Regions from separate parts of the Mus musculus genome. Here all the other regions are linked to region 1. Evidence: chromatin contacts called from public Hi-C and HiChIP or PLAC-seq data. All regions are on one chromosome and are shown on one strand. Each heading gives the region's core, a stretch centred on a gene start, on an enhancer-like site or on the middle of the called end of the contact. The rest is flanking DNA. Distances are from core to core; before and after follow the strand shown.

Region 1 (5,071 bases), core at 1,491-3,990:
TGTCTCTCTGTCTCTGTCTCTGTCTCTCTGTCTCTGTCTCTGTCTCTCTCTCTCTCTCTCTCTCTCTCTCTCTCTCTCTCTCTCTCTCTCAGTACATTGAGTTAATGGACAGCCTTTTATCTCCACTATCCCCATACCCCATCAAGCTACTGGCTTTACCCAAAGAAAGATATGGTCAACTGCTAAGTGTTCTTCCAAAAGTAATGTGAGGAGAATTCAGCCTCACCAAAACAAACAAACAAACAAACAAAAAACCTTCATAACCACAGACATCCGAATGGCTTTTATTTGTGTGTGCTCAGCTGCTAGAGTTCAGTCTAGATAAAATTGAATGTCTGTTTTATCCTATATTGCTTTACTATCTGCCTGATTTTCTGAGTGCCTCCCATTATACTAAGTACTTTGTTCCAGACATTGTATTATTGCTAAAAATTCTATCTCTTATATATATATTTTTTATTTCTCCACTAGAAATTCTGCATTTTAAACTATGAGCATATTTTCCTTTACAATGTGGAGTATAGTCTCAGTAAGACTTCAGCATCCACAACTGTAATTCCAGTGCAGGAACTGGCATTGTGCTCTCAGATGTCATTTTCCTTGTTCTCTGTGTATTGAGAATTTGCTACTGTGTCCAGAGCAGGGGAGAAGTCAATCACAGTCTTTGAAGAGTGCTAATGTTCTTTGTTTTAAAATGATAGTGATCTGGGGATGCTTGCCACCCTCACAACTGTGTGCAGCTCCGAGATCTGGCAGAGAGGTAGCAAGGCTTACACACAGAACCAGGACCCCGTTTTCCAAAATGTCTTCTCAGATTGTACCTTTCAGTCACTCTGAACTTTGGCATCTGGTTTTTCAACCTAGGGAGAAAGCAAATCATGACATGGAGTTTTATCCTTCTGATGGCACAGGCCAGGCCTTCCCTATCTCCCCACATTTTCCCGAAGATGAAGCATAACTCCGAAAGGACAAGTTATGGATGCAAGGTTAAAGCAATAGCTGGTAAATGTTTCATCCTAAAATCATACCTAGGCCAGTTCCATACATTTTTTTAGGCTGGGGCACAATTCTCAGCTGGAATCATTACCCTAGTGTGGTCTTGAGACAGCCATTGTAAGCCTGTTCTGTGCATCAGAGAGCTGCAAACAAAAGGCTGGTGCTCAGAGAGGACCAAAGACCTCTTGGACCATGTTGCTGAGGCTCCTACTCTTCAATTTAACTGGAAAGCAAAGAATTCATGGCAGTGCTGAATGACCGGACAACCCACGGTTTTAAGGTTTGTATCATAGTGGGACAGAACACTCCACAGAGCACCTAGAACAAAACAACCCCCCTTGACTAGCAAGCTGCTAACTCACAGCAGGGCACAGAGGCCTCCTCTATCTCCCTGGTCAGAGTGAGCCCCTTTCTTCAACTTGGAGCCCAGCACAGGGGCAGACAGGAGCATTGGCTGTACAGGAGTCCCTAACAGGCTTACATGTCAATTTCACCAGGCAAGGAAAAGAAAGCCAGGACCAGGGTTGGGGAACAGCCATACTGGGGAAGTTCCTGAAGCCTCCTAGCTTTGGTCAAGAAATGATTCTACTTTTTTGGAAAATCACATAATCCAAGTTTTCTGGGAGATTGCTGCATAATGTGTAACTAGTGTAGTGGTTGAAACTACGAACCCCAGTTTTCTGAGTTCCAAGTCCATCACACTGTTCAACTGTATGGTCTTGAAAGAATCACTTCACTGCTGAGTGCCTGTGTTTCCTTGCCTGGAAGATGAGGATTATAATAACACCCACCACTGCAGGAAGAAGGCGTTGGGCAATTAACTAAGTTACAATTGGAGTCTATTTAGAACACTATCTGATGTAGAAGCCATGGAGGCCATGTGTTAGCCTCTCATTGTATCAGCACTGCCTCTAATGCTATACATACTTCTGATGCTACTTCTTCCTACTGCTCTCTTACTGTAGATGTCACTGTCACTAGATTGGATGCTGCTATTAGCACAATTATTCTGCTGTGGCTGCTATGCACTACCTCTACTGCAGTGCTCTTGTCATGCCTACTGCTGCTCCTACTATTGCCTCTGTTACACAAATTAAGACCTAAAAGGCTAATATTTGGAAAATGAGAGTTGTTAGGTAGGACATGGGTTTGTTCAAGGGCCCGCAATATTCAAAAGAGGGACAGGGAGAATGTCTTCACAGACCACATTCAGAAGGCTCACTGTAGCAAAGGGCTCTTATAGGGAGGAAAAGAGGAAAACTACCCAGGGATTCTCACTCAGTGAATGTCTCCTTTCTTTTTCTCTGTCCCAAGCAAGGTACAGGCGCTAGATATACACTAATGGTAAGGTAGGTGATTTGTGTTAGTTGACATAACTAAAGTCAAAGGAAGGTCATTACAAAGACAATTAGAGGTTCTGGGCTCTGAAAATCTAAAGTTGTCATCTTCTTCACCTTCTTCACTGCTTGGGCATGGCTTCTCTGTGGAATTTGAAATGCTAGAGGTAGCCTTCCAAAGGATGAAGAAGGGAAGGGGAAATGAAGGATGCTTTCCCAAGCTTCCAATCAACCAAGTCAAATCTGACTCAACAGAGTCTTAGATTACCTCATCTAAGTTCAGGATTCCCAGTTGAACTTTAACATTAGACAAATAAGTGACTCTTCAGTTTTAGTATGTCCTGTGGGTAGAGGGTGATTACCCTCTGGAAAACGAGAGACTTGCATGCATTTCCTAAAGCCTTAGTCATTGTATATTGTGAAATGTAAACCTGATATGGTGTATAGGTCCACTGGAAGCCTCTGTGGCCTATGAATGCTAATACACTCTCTGTTTGTCCCTGTCCTGGCACTCTGGGCTGCTACCACCCCTGGAAGGAGGCTATGCTTGTGAGTCCTGTCTGTCTAAGGGAAGCCTTGAGGCTAGGTTGACTAAAAGTTGGCTAGGAGGACTCTGGTTCATCTAGAACTACAGGACAGCAGAAGGGAAGAGGAGTGACAATAATAGAGCACTAGACAGGAAGAAGACACTTAATAGAAGAGTAGTTTCAATGTGACCCTGGGATCCTCGGGAGCACAAATGGCATCAGAATAGGTCACTCAAAAATGTCTAATAGTTACCAAAGGAGGCCTGTTTTTCCAGTTGTCAAAGTTTCCCAATAAGAGTTTATTTACAAGGCAGCCAAGCATGATGAGGCAAAATCCTAAGTCCCAATTTCACCTTCCTGAGGATAGGGTTTAGGGTGATTTGTAAAGGAACCACACAGGGTGGAATGAGGCTTGAAAAATAAGGGGAAGTGATGTCATTATGGCCCTTGAATGCATAGTCAAGCTGCATGGCTTTTAATGAGATGGTGAGGAGATACAGGATGCTCTGAGGGTGACGTTTGAGCCCTCTGACCTCACAGGTCATAATATCCATGTCTATAAGTCCCATATGAATGGGATGAAGTTTTGGCAACTTACAAGTTCCTAGGAAACAACTTGAGGAACTGTGACCATCTTGACTTGGCAGGTGTTATGAATAGTATGTTGGAAGTCTGTTGATTAGAGGGCAAATTTCAAAACTGATGATAAAGACAAAACAAAGCAAAACCAAAAATCCTAGAAATGAGCAAAGGTGAAAGTCTACCCAGGTTTCCCCCTGGCTTCAAGGTGTGACAGTGGAGAGCCTCCCATTGCCCTTTAAAACAGAACAGGGTGTTGTAGCTGAACAGCAAGCTCTTCTGAAGGCATTTCCTCTGGCTCACTACATATTGTTTGGAAGAAAGCCCTAGCAGTGATCTGCCCATCTGATGTCCTCGGAAGCCCTCTGGATTCACCCAGAGATTTCAGGACACTGCCCAGTCTGTATGTTCAGAATTGTTTCATTGTATTTGGCTCTGCACAATCTGTACATGTCATTTTAGCAACTACAGCCATAGAAGAGGAAGATCATTAGAATAACACCCATTATCAAGTACTTGGTGTCTACAAAGTATTATCCAGATCTATACCCAGTAACAATACCAAGAAGCTGAGAAAAGATAGCTATCTTCATGATGAAGTGCAAACTCTTGGCAGGACAGGAGCCAGAAAGGAAGGGAACTTGGTGCCTCCCCAGCATCCCACTGCTTTACCCATGGCATCAAAGGAGAAAGTGTAATTGTTCTGTAAGAAACAGACTAGTTCTAGCTGTAAAATAGACACTGTGGATAGATTGAAGTCCATAAAAAAGGGCATCCAAGATGGTATGCAAGGGGGCAATAGCTACCAGCAGACTCCTGGAGAGTTGAATAAATAAAGAGGTTTCTCCCACTTTCTGAGAACAGTTTATCATTTATAGTCATGGATTCTGAATCCTCAGCTTTAACAAAACATGGGTGGGAAGTATCTAGGAAAAATACCCTCGTGGTAAATATGCACAGACTTTGACTTTGTCCTTATCAAATTTCCCTAAACAATATAATAACTGTTTATAGCATTTGCATTGTGTTAAGTGTTGTAAGCACCCTCCTTATGTTTCTTGACTTTGATAGTTTAGCTTCTTTGTTCACATGTTTGTCTCACAATAGGATCTTGATATGCAGCCTTAAACTCACAATCCCCTGCCTCTACCTCCCAAGTGGTGGTTTCACAAGCAATGTGCCACCATGTATGGCTTGATTTTGATATTTTTAGAGTATTGTTTACTAATTTTGTATGGCATCTGTTGGCATAAATGTTTTTCAACCTTCTTTTAATAAGGGTCTGTCATCTCCTCTAGCCCATTACCCAGCAGAGGTAGTGAAAGAGAACAAATCTTGGGATATGGGAAGTGAACCTGTTCAGCAATAGTTCTTTGGGGGCAAGTTCAATTTTCTTTGGCAGCAGTTCAGTCTCATAGCAAACACCAAATAAGACTCAGCAGCTGCAGAAGTCCTGGAGGCAGGCAGATACCACCCACAAACCAGTAGCTACAGATCATTCCTTTCAGCAGGCAGACACCAGGCACAAACCAGCAGCTGTAGTTTAATCCTGAAGAAACCGCCAGGCTCACCAACCAAGCTGCCACAGGAACCTCACAACCAGTTTCTCTCTGGGATCTCCACTAGTGGAGA
Region 2 (5,071 bases), core at 1,748-4,247, 180 kb before region 1:
AGCTCTTCCCCTAACTATTTCATTGGGTTCACTGGCTCAGTCTGATGGTTGGCTGTGAGAATCTGTATTAGTCAGGTGCTGGCAGAGTCTCTCAGATGACAGCTATATCAGGCTCCTGTCAGTTAGCACTTCTTGGCATCAGCAATAGTATCAAGATTTGGTGTCTGCAGATGGAATGGATGCCAAGGGGGTTCCTCTGAAAACTGGAAATAGTTCTACTTAAAGACCCAGCTATACCACTACTGGGTATATACCCAAGAGATGTTCCACCATATAACAAGGACATGTGCTCCATTATGTTCATAACATATCCCATCTTGATCCTTTATGCCCTACCAGGTGACTCATTTAAAAACTTATCAAATATTTACTGGCCATATTCTATGTGCTGGATAGCAGGCTGAGCACAGTGGGGTCTCTATTTTTGCAGAGAATGTCACCAGGCCTACTATGATACAATGTACCTTGTTAGGGGTAATTTTGGAGAGTAAGGGAAATGGGAGAATATACCAAACTCTATCATGGAGAATCAAAAGAAGCATCCTAGAGCAGAAGAGATTGTGATGAACACCAGACCTAAGGCTTGAGAGAAGCTAGGAATAAGATAAGGGTGTAGAAGTTAGGGAAAGGAAGGGCTTACCAGGAGCAGGGGATACTGTGTATAAAGCGTTGGGCTAAAGGGAGCAGGACACTTGCCTGTCACAGAAGGAACCTGTGAGTGTAGCCTTCAGAGACAGATGAACCTCAATCAAGAGGGCAAGTGATAGCAGAGATAGAACCTGGGCTACCCCAATGCCAGATCAAAGAAGCCACACTATAGTCACCAGATGGAATAAAGTACGATATGGTTATCACAATGCAATGAGAATTGGTAGATGCTTGATCTAGAGGTGGTGGCAGCAAGGGATGTGGAGCTGATTTTAGAGAGAGAGTAGAAGTGCTAGGACTTAGAAATAGTTTGGTCACATTTATGCTCTCAGTATTGTGGGCCATTCCTAAGGAGAGGAGCTGTTTTGAAGCTCAGAGCATTGGGTTTTATAATGGGAGTTTTCAGAACATATGCATGTGCACACAGCTACTGGCTCAGTAATGAGAAGAGAAATCATTGTGCCTCTCATTGGCCATAACATCCATTTGCTACCTCATTTTCCTAGCAAGTAAGCACCCATCTTAGTCTGGTTTATACCACCACAACAAAAGCTCCAAGGCTGAGGATGTTATAAATAAAAGAGGCTTATTTGGCACACAACTTTGGAGGCAAAAATACCAAGATTTGGGTAGTGTGGGTTTCTATTGCTGCGGTGGTACACCATGACCAAAGCCATTTGGGAAGGAAAATATCTAATTGGCTTACACTTTCACACCACTATTCATCATCAAAGGAAGTCAGGACAGGAGTTCAAATAGGGCAGGAACTTGGAGGCAGGAGCTGACGCAAAAGCTATGGAGGTGTGCTGTTTACTGGCTTGCTCCTTATGGTTTCTTAGCCTGCTTTCTTATAGAACTCAGGACCACCACCAGCACAGGGGTAACACCACCCAAATGTGCTGGGCTGTCCCAAGTCAACCAGTGATTAAGAAAATGCCTTACAGACTTGATCTTACGGGGTCCTATCCTTAATTGAGGCGCCCACTCCTCAGACGTCATTAGTTTGTGTCAAGTTCGCATAAAACTTTCCAACACAGGTAGTATCCTATGTTTAACCTCTGGTGGGGGACAACATGGCCAAGGAAGATGGTGTCACCCTGGGGTGGCCAGCAGTCTGTATGGATATTAGGTGTTTCTTCTCTTAAGAAGAAACAAAGAGCTAGTTAAGAAAGCCCAACATGCTTTGCAACAGCATTTTTGGAAAGTAACCAATATAAATAAATCAGTAAATGTAAGGGACCTGTATCAGCTCAAGACACCCCAAGACCAAGTTCTCAGAACAAAGGAAATTTATTTCCCCCAGAGGAACAAAGAACGGGGAATGAGGCAAAGACAGGAGAGAGTAGGTGGGCAGAGAGAGGGGGAAGGGAACAGAAAGAGGGGAAGGGTTATTTGTCCCCAGAGTGGGGAACAAAGGACTGCCTCATGATAGATAGAGAGGAGAGAGATATGCTTCGTAGGAAAATGGCAGTTCATAAGGTAAAGGAGGAAACCTGTGTTAGAATGAGATATTTAATTTTAATTGGGCATGTTACTTACGGTACCAAAATGGGGCTTCTGATTTCTGGTCTTCAATGCTTCTATAGCTGGACCTTGGTAGTTAGCCTTAGGAGAAGGATGTGACCAAATTAGGGAATAGAGCTTGGTGGCCATGTAATCTAGCAATTGTAGCAAGGAATAGAGAATGGGGGAGGGATGAGGTCTCCCAGGACCATATGTGCCATGCTCAAACTGGCTAGAGTCCCTTCAGTCAATAAGTAATTTAAGAAGGTAAGCATGGTTCACTGACACTCTTTTATAACATATGTGAAGAGAGACAAAGGCTGGCATGCCACTTGGAGACATAGCAAGATGTTAGAGAGAAGCTACAAAATTGCACCAAGAGGACAATGAGTGAGCAGAAAGACTGATGTGGGCAGGATCAGAGGCAACCTGGAGGTAGTGGAAAGGAAATATGTTCGGGAGGTGAAGAGGGAGCAGAAGATAGTAAAGAGACTTCCCAGTCCATCAAAAGGCAGTGGAGGAAGCAGGCCTGTAGTTTTTCAGACTGCACGGGTTGACGCTTGGCCACTGGCCACCCATCTCTCTCTTTCTACACACCGTCATGTGGCAATCTGTTGTAGAAACGAAGTGAAAGCGGCAGCCCAACTCAGCCCTCCTTTTCCTAAAGGAGCCTTTAGGAGAGACCAAGCAGATGGGAAGAAATGTGTTTGTCTCTTTCCTTTCTTGGACTGGACGTAGCATAATTGCCTCTGACTTCCCAGGGCATGAAAAGCTCTCACATTCCTCCCTAAAGGCCAAGCCATGGGCAAAGGCAGAGGCCACCCCTGGGAATGTTTGTGTTGTTAATTTTTTGTAGTTGAATCATATTGACAAGATTGTTTCCAATTGCTAAAACATGGTTGAGTAGTTCAGTGTCTTGGGGGAGGGTAGCATTTTTCTGCAATGACATCACATGGCTGTGTCACCAGTTAAAGGGCAAAGAAAATAAAGCAAGCAGTGAATTATGTGCAATTAAAAATGTGTATTTCTTCCAAAGTTGATGAACTATGGGGAAACAAGGTTGTTGTTACAGGAGACTCACGATGAACTTTACCGTCTAGCAAGTGATGGTCAGGAGCATCTCTTACAGCACAACCTCAAAACAAAAACAGTTCTGTTCTTAACTAGCATTTGTCATTTAGCCTAAGTGGGTTTTTGAGGAAATGTGGAAAGCTATAGAGAATTGAGACACACACGCAGGAAGAACACAATGCCAGAGGTTGGGAACGATACCACATGTCCAAACCATAGTTATATCCAAGCACCTTCTCCTGGGACATATTATATTTGTTGGGTTTGAGCTGCTTAGGAGGATGTTTTCCCAAGAACAAACATGTACATTGAAGCAGGAATGAGAATTAGTCCACTTGGGAAATTTTCTCCCAAGAAGCACACACACGCATACACACACACACACACACACACACACACACACACACACACACACACCGAGATTTAAGATTTCTTGAATTGAGCCCCACTCTTGCACCATGGGTTCTGAAGTTTGATCAAAAGTTTGCCGAGTGATAACTATGCTAAGGCTCATTTCTTTGGAGATACAAGAGATACGAGAGTGGAACAAAGATGGAAAATAAGAAAATGCTGGAAGAGAACCACATGATCCTCACTGTACAGTGGAAAACAGAGTAGCCTGGGAAAGGTGGAAATTGCAGGGTATGAAAGGATTGAAGGAGATGGTGCCACAATGTTAAATGGTCAAGCAGCTACTCCTGGTAGGTGACACCACTGTGATCCATGTTAACTACCCCCACCCCTAGTGAAAGGTGGCCACTAGTAACTACGGAAGTTTTCTGTTGAGTTACTTTTCCAGATAAATATTTCTAGAGTTGTTTTGTTTTCCAGATTTTGCAATAAGATGCTCTACTTAATTTTGCCCCAAGCCTACTGGCCATTGGCTACTGACCACCCCTCCCATCCTCTCCTCTGTCACCTTCACTGGTTTCTACCAGTGGTTTCTTTGTCTAGTATAGGCAGAATGCCATTGTCTCCTTCCTTCTATATGATTGACCTGTCTGTCTCCAGCCAGTCCTTAGCTTTTAATATCACATAAAAGTTAATGAATTCTGAACTTGCATCTCTGACACACCCTTTTCTAGACCTCAGATAGATCCTGTGATAAACTGGCTATTAGTCTTAAGTTTTCTAACATTATTTCCAAACAGATGCGGCACTGGCCAGTCTGTCTCCTACCACAGATCCAAAGCACTGTTACTATTGTCTGGCTTCTGCTTCTTGCTGCTCAGCAACCTGATCCTCTTCATGGCACCTTATGAGCAAATGTTTGAAAAGAAGACAGCCTGAAGTCCTGCTTTCCATAGATGATCATGTGGTAACTCCAGTCCCTGTGGGATCCAGGACTGTATGCCTTGTCCTTCCCCATCTCAAATCACTTTCTGTCTCGGGCTTTAATGTTTGGCCACTTGTGGCCCCAAGGCCTTTTCGCAGAGGATTACCTCTCTACTTCTGCCTTTTCCTCAGTAGGTAGTATTCTAGCTTAGTCAATGCAATTCAGAATCAGCTTACAGACAGCCTTCTCCCAGGGCTGGTCTCCAGTTATCTTAGAGGCTTGCTCCCCAGTTGTCTCCACTGCTGTGCTCCCTGGTAAAAATCTCAGATTTCCCCCATGGCTGTTGTGCACTGATTTTTTTTAACTCTATCTCCTCAAAGACAGGCCTTTTTTTGTCTTCACAGGGACAGGACACCCCTCAGTACTTAGAACAACTCTCCAAGTACTGACTGAGCAAGTCCTGCATCCCTCGTAGGCCCTGTGCCCTGGTGCTTACTTACACACACGAGTTCAAGATTTTGCTGTAATTGAATCTGACTGTTAAAAGCCTAAAAAAGTTCGAATAAAGATCAA
Region 3 (5,071 bases), core at 1,833-4,332, 140 kb after region 1:
GACTGGTAGGTGAGGACGACGGGATAAGAGTAGAAGATACTGGAAGCAGGGAGGGTTCTTAGGAGCCTCCAACAGAGAGAAAAGTATGAGCCATGCAACAAGGACCAAGTCAAGATAAGAGTCTGTGGACTAGCAAGAGCTAGCAGAGAGCATATGCTAGCCATGACAAGTGGACACAGATAGGTATGCATCCCTAGAAATGCCAAATCAGGAAGGGAGCATGTCAAAGTGTGGCGATGACAGTCAGCCATGTCATCCCTTTAACCCCATGCAGCATAATATACAACAGAAAAATAAATATAAGCAAAAACATCTTGCTGAGAGAGAGAGAGAGAGAGAGAGAGAGAGAGAGAACTGTATCTTGCTTATGAAAGTTTTTCATGGAAACAATTCACAGGAATGAAATGATTTTATTAAAGTGAAAATCTGTTTATGGAAAACAGATTCTTAGTGAAACAGCTATCGGCCTATCTATTCTATTGTAGTTTATAATGACATGTGTAGAATTGGTTGTGTCTCATCGAAGCAGCTTTAAATTACATCTCCAATTCTCCAAGTGTTGCAGGTCACCCACAGTGAGCCTCCTCCTAAGGCTTCTGGCAGGTTCAAGAGTCTGTGATTAATCAATAAACATTAGTTGATGAGGACCGCACTAATCCAAGCTCCCAAGAGGGTGTCAGAACCAGACAAGGCATGGCCCTGTGCTCTTGGAGAATCGAGTTGAACCCAGTGATTTTTCCAGCTTCTTAGAAGCTGAATCAATTCAGCTAAGTGACTTCTCATGAGAGCCATGTTATCACTGGGCAGAGCCAAGATAAACCCGATGGAATCTGCACAGACCACACAGATGTTCACAATCACCCTCACAGGAATGTTTATTCCAGCGAACCAAACTGTCATGTAAGGGCAGTCTGCGTCTAGCGCAGCACGTGTCTCACATTTTCTCAGCTCACACGGTTCTCCACAGCTGTTAAGAATCTGGATTTAGGGTTAATCCCCATCCAGGAAGGATGAGGTTTAAAACAAGGGGTTAAAAGAGTGAAGACAACATTCCGAGAAGGGAAACATAAAGAGACAGGTTCTTGGTCTGGGACTAAAACAACAAGAGGCACAAGGAATGAATATTTTGTGAAACATGGAGAGAAAAATGCAAAATGCTCATTTTTGTCTGTCTTCTCTTTGCCCCTGCTCACTCCGGGCTAAGCATCTAGCAAGCAATCAACAAAGAACGGAACTCGCTCCAAAATCCTAAGAGCAATACCACTGCGGGAGGGGTGCAATGAGCTAAACTTCCTTTGGTGGAGTTCAGAGCTGCTTATCAGAAAGCAGGTTTTCTGAGTCCCACCCACCCACAGAGGCTGAATCTGGAGAAGCAGCGCTGGACCCAGGAACCTACATCCTTAGCGTGTCCCCCAAGAAATGTGATGAACTTACCTTTGTAATGGATCCCGTCTTCTCCAAAGGGCACCTGCTGGTGTGGACTGGTTCTGCTAAACATTGAAGACGATGTCATAACCAAGAATTCCACCCTGGACCCATCCTGCAGGTAGCAAGCTTAAGAATGTTCTTCATAACCACAGGGGACTAGAGGTGTTTCCAAGTGAGTCCTAATTAGATCAGGGAAGCAGAGGCAGGAATAGTTCCAGAATGTACCCAAGGGCCAGAGCTAACCTGAGTATGACCAGAGTCACTGTTGATGTCTAGTCCAGATATCTTTTCTTTCTGCCAAGCCACTTCCTCTTTTCAACTTTACTTTCACTAGGTTTAAAAAAATAATAGCTGTCCCCAAGCAGCCACAGACAAATTTGTGTCACATTCCCAGCTTCTGATTTGGAAACAGGAGGGAAAGAAGGCAAAGAAGTACGTGAGGTACTTTACAAAGATTTCTTTAAAAGTAAAATGAAGCTGGGGAGATGCTGCTGTCAGTAAAATGGCTACTGTGTAATCACCAGGACCTGATGTCAGATCCCCAGCACACAAGTGAAAAGCCAGGCATGGGAACACACACCTGTAATCCCAGCATTGGAAACAGAGGGATCCCTGGAGCTCACTGACTACAGTCTAGCCAAACTGGCAAACTCCAGATTTAGTGAGCAACCCGGCCTCTAGTAATAAGGTGCAGAGAGTGGTTGAAGAAGACACCCAACTTCCACCTCTGACCTCTCTCGATATATACATGTATATGTGCACATAGGCACACATGCATGTACACAGGAACACGGTAATATATGCATACATAAGTATTTATAATGCAGATGCATACAGGCACAGAAGTAATTATAGTCTTAGAAAATTAAACATTAAGATTAACAGAATGCTCCATAGCTTTATAATGGATTTGGCAAATTGAAAAATATTCACAAAACTTTCCATGGAGAAAAATATCATTACAGCATGATTCTCCTATTGCCCCAATTTGCATACATTTACTCTCTCTCTGTCTCTGTGTGTGTCTGTTTCTCTCTGTCTCTCTGTCTCTGTCTCTGTCTCTGTCTCTGTCTCTCTCTCTCTCTCACACACACACACACAGGAGGGAGGGAGGGAGGGAGGGAAGGAGAGAGGGAGGGAGGGAGGGAGGGAGGGAGGGAGGGAGGGAGGGAAAAGAGAGAGACAGAGACAGATATGCATAGGCTAGTTTTCCTGCTAACCCATTTTCAGCCATTGTTGTGAGGATTAGAGTTTGGGTTCATTTCTTCACTTCCGCTGATTTTCCTCCAACAAATGTGCCTCACTTGCATAATAGCTCATGTTTTTAAGTAAATGGAAACAGCTACTCCCTGCTCCCTATCTACCCTAAGTGCTAAGCCTCAGGAATCTGGAACATCCATTTGCCTGAGGGATTGTGCCCAAGGGACCAAACTCATGGTAAGGCATGCAGCTTTCTCCTCTAACCCCACCTCTCCCTATGAATGAAATACAAGCCCAGGATTTCTTAGCCCAGCTGAGTAATCAGTGACGCAAGGGTGACAAGACATGACTCAAAAAGACAGAGAAAGTAGCGTCACTGTGCATGGCCCAGGAAGTTGCCTCAGTCCTCTCACTTGGAGTTCCAGGCGTTTAGGGGTCATGGCTTCTTCCTCTATGCTCCTTTTCTGGGTATGAAGCAGCGGCATGCAGGAAAGCAGTGGTTTGTGGGGAGGTCTAATGACCACAGTAAGCCATACCACAGTCAGTAGTCACATAGACTGACCCAAGTCTGGTAGTCAAAACAAGGAGCAGCAGGCAGGGGCATAGCATAGGGAGGAGGATGCTAGGATTTAGAGTTTCTGAAGCATGTGACATCTGCTATTCTTCTCTTCCTGTCGCCTATTGCTCAATAGTTGCTAAATAAAAGAGCAACCAGATAGGGGTTTCAACTCTGTTGGGTGTGCTCACTTTTTTAGTCATACATGTGGCTTATGGCTGTTGGGTCTTCTTTTGAATGCCCCCCAGAGAAGTGATTTGCTGCCTCATTTTAGAGAGCTGTACCAGTTTTTTGGTTTTTTGCTAGTTTGTTTTTTTGTTTTGTTTTGTTTTTGTTTGTTTGTTTGTTTTTTCCAAAACAGGGTTTCTCTGTATAGTCCTGACTGTCCTGGAACTTACTCTGTAGACCAGGCTGGCCTTGAACTTAGAAATCTGCTTGCCTCTGCCTCCCAAGTGCTGGGATTAAAGGCATGCGCCACCACACCCAGCGAGCTGTATCTGTTTTAAAGAAGAGAGTTTCCTTATTCTTAGAAGTGTGGCCCTTGCAACTGAGCATGTATACAAATCACTGAATTTAGGGTGGGCCGAGGAATTTGCATTTCTCTTAAGTCCCCAGAGAACTGAATTATGTTTTAATATAAAGACTTACATTCTGCATTCTATCCAGCACCACACACTGAAACTACTGATTTCCAAATACCAGTTTAACACTGACTATTTTTCTCTGCTTCCTCTTCATTCTCAAGTCCTGTAGGGAAAAGGCAGAATGCCAAAAAAATAAAGCAATACACAGATGCAAAACAAACAGACATATGTGCGCACACACACACACACACACACACACACACACACACACACATCTCTCTCTGCCCTGGCTTTAATATTAGGGAACACAGGGCAGGTCCTTTTCTGTTTTGTGTTCAGTCTTTTAAACCTGTGGGTGTGCCTCTCATGTCTTCTTTGGCTTTTCTCTTACCAACTGAATAAACAAGATAGGAAGCCATGGCCCAAAGACAACATTTTCTCTTCTGAGGTCCCAGCATACAGGATCTGTGAGCAGAGCTCAGACCACTTAGCAGGCTTATGCTACCTTCCTCACACTGAGGTCGGGTGAAGATGAAGATGGGGTAGCCTGTGCATCCATAAGCTGCACCCAACTTCCTATTAATGGCTTCTTATTTCCACACTGTGACTCCCAAAGGTTCCCATGAGGATAGGGTTGGAGGGCTGAGATCTTGTGGTGTAATCCTACAGTCCATCCCACGAGACCTCAGAATCAACACAGCTGGAGTCTCCCAGCTTTCCATTCGTGTGGACATGTCTGTGCTCCTAGACAAAATGTGCATGGACTGTCACCTTCTCCTACTCTGATAAGGAAGCTACTCATGGAGAGGGACAATCTGGGAGACCAGATACATGTTTTCAGGAGTCCCTTTCAGACATCCTCTGTGAGTCAATCTTTCATGGGAGAACTTCATCTAGATCCAGGTCCCCAGGTGGCAGGCTCTCTGAGGACAGGATTTGTCTCTTACAGTTGCTGAGAGCCCAAGACACAGCTCAATTCAAGGTCCAAGTTATGTGTTCTCCACAGTAATTGAGAGAAGCAAGCTTCACCCCATCTCTTGGAGTCGTAAACTTGACTCTAAACAGCAACATTACTGCAGTTTGTGTCTCTGGCCTCAGTCTACCTTTCTCCTCATTCCTGGTACCCTATGTGGTTGTCTAGAATAACAAACTTTCATGCAGAACTCACAGTATGTTGGCCTGCCCACTGAAGCACCTCTTTGTATTTTACATATCCCAGAGAGAGTGGGCTCTTTCCACAGCTGATCTTTGACATTTGATACTTTCTATAATTGATAGGATACTATTTAAAAGCTGGACAATC

The links. A called contact is a pair of places that touch in the nucleus more often than the background predicts. HiChIP or PLAC-seq counts read pairs in DNA pulled down with a chosen protein or histone mark.
Region 2: a contact with region 1 is called in a Hi-C map of adipose-derived mesenchymal stem cells, with 1.4 times the contacts expected there. The contact joins two enhancer-like sites. A contact is called at or near these places in 1 of 15 datasets of contacts at CTCF or cohesin (the NIH/3T3 cell line), 2 of 484 Hi-C or Micro-C datasets (adipose-derived mesenchymal stem cells and cerebral cortex) and 1 of 115 datasets of contacts at active chromatin or transcription factors (embryonic fibroblasts).
Region 3: an H3K27ac HiChIP or PLAC-seq map of the NIH/3T3 cell line shows a contact between it and region 1, with 3 times the contacts expected there. The contact joins two enhancer-like sites. A contact is called at or near these places in 12 of 39 promoter capture datasets (the 3T3-L1 cell line, the C10 cell line, the HPC-7 cell line and 8 more), 2 of 15 datasets of contacts at CTCF or cohesin (large pre-B cells and pro-B cells), 20 of 484 Hi-C or Micro-C datasets (B cells, the HL-1 cell line, the HPC-7 cell line and 14 more), 4 of 115 datasets of contacts at active chromatin or transcription factors (the HPC-7 cell line, the NIH/3T3 cell line, embryonic stem cells and 1 more) and 3 of 9 other capture datasets (adipose tissue, embryonic stem cells and liver).

What each region holds. Positions count from the first base shown.
Region 1 is chr2:148,376,296-148,381,366 of GRCm38.p6, forward strand. It overlaps Gm39957 (a long non-coding RNA gene), which reads right to left. Exons shown (of 3, transcript XR_866841.1): 3 at 35-860. Among named protein-coding and RNA genes, the nearest start is that of Gm39957, 13 kb to the right of the region's middle. Within about 2 kb of position 2,741, at least 20 of the 459 cell types and tissues checked have an H3K27ac peak or open chromatin away from gene starts, as enhancers often do. A contact at or near this core is called in the HL-1 cell line, the NIH/3T3 cell line, adipose-derived mesenchymal stem cells and 1 more, where this site is marked.
Region 2 is chr2:148,194,839-148,199,909 of GRCm38.p6, forward strand. No RefSeq gene overlaps it. Among named protein-coding and RNA genes, the nearest start is that of Gm36597, 27 kb to the left of the region's middle. Within about 2 kb of position 2,998, at least 51 of the 459 cell types and tissues checked have an H3K27ac peak or open chromatin away from gene starts, as enhancers often do. A contact at or near this core is called in the NIH/3T3 cell line, adipose-derived mesenchymal stem cells and embryonic fibroblasts, where this site is marked.
Region 3 is chr2:148,519,204-148,524,274 of GRCm38.p6, forward strand. It overlaps Gm46770 (a long non-coding RNA gene), which reads right to left. Exons shown (of 4, transcript XR_001783504.1): 4 at 1,435-1,490. Among named protein-coding and RNA genes, the nearest start is that of Gm46770, 40 kb to the right of the region's middle. Within about 2 kb of position 3,083, at least 136 of the 459 cell types and tissues checked have an H3K27ac peak or open chromatin away from gene starts, as enhancers often do. A contact at or near this core is called in the HL-1 cell line, the NIH/3T3 cell line and embryonic fibroblasts, where this site is marked.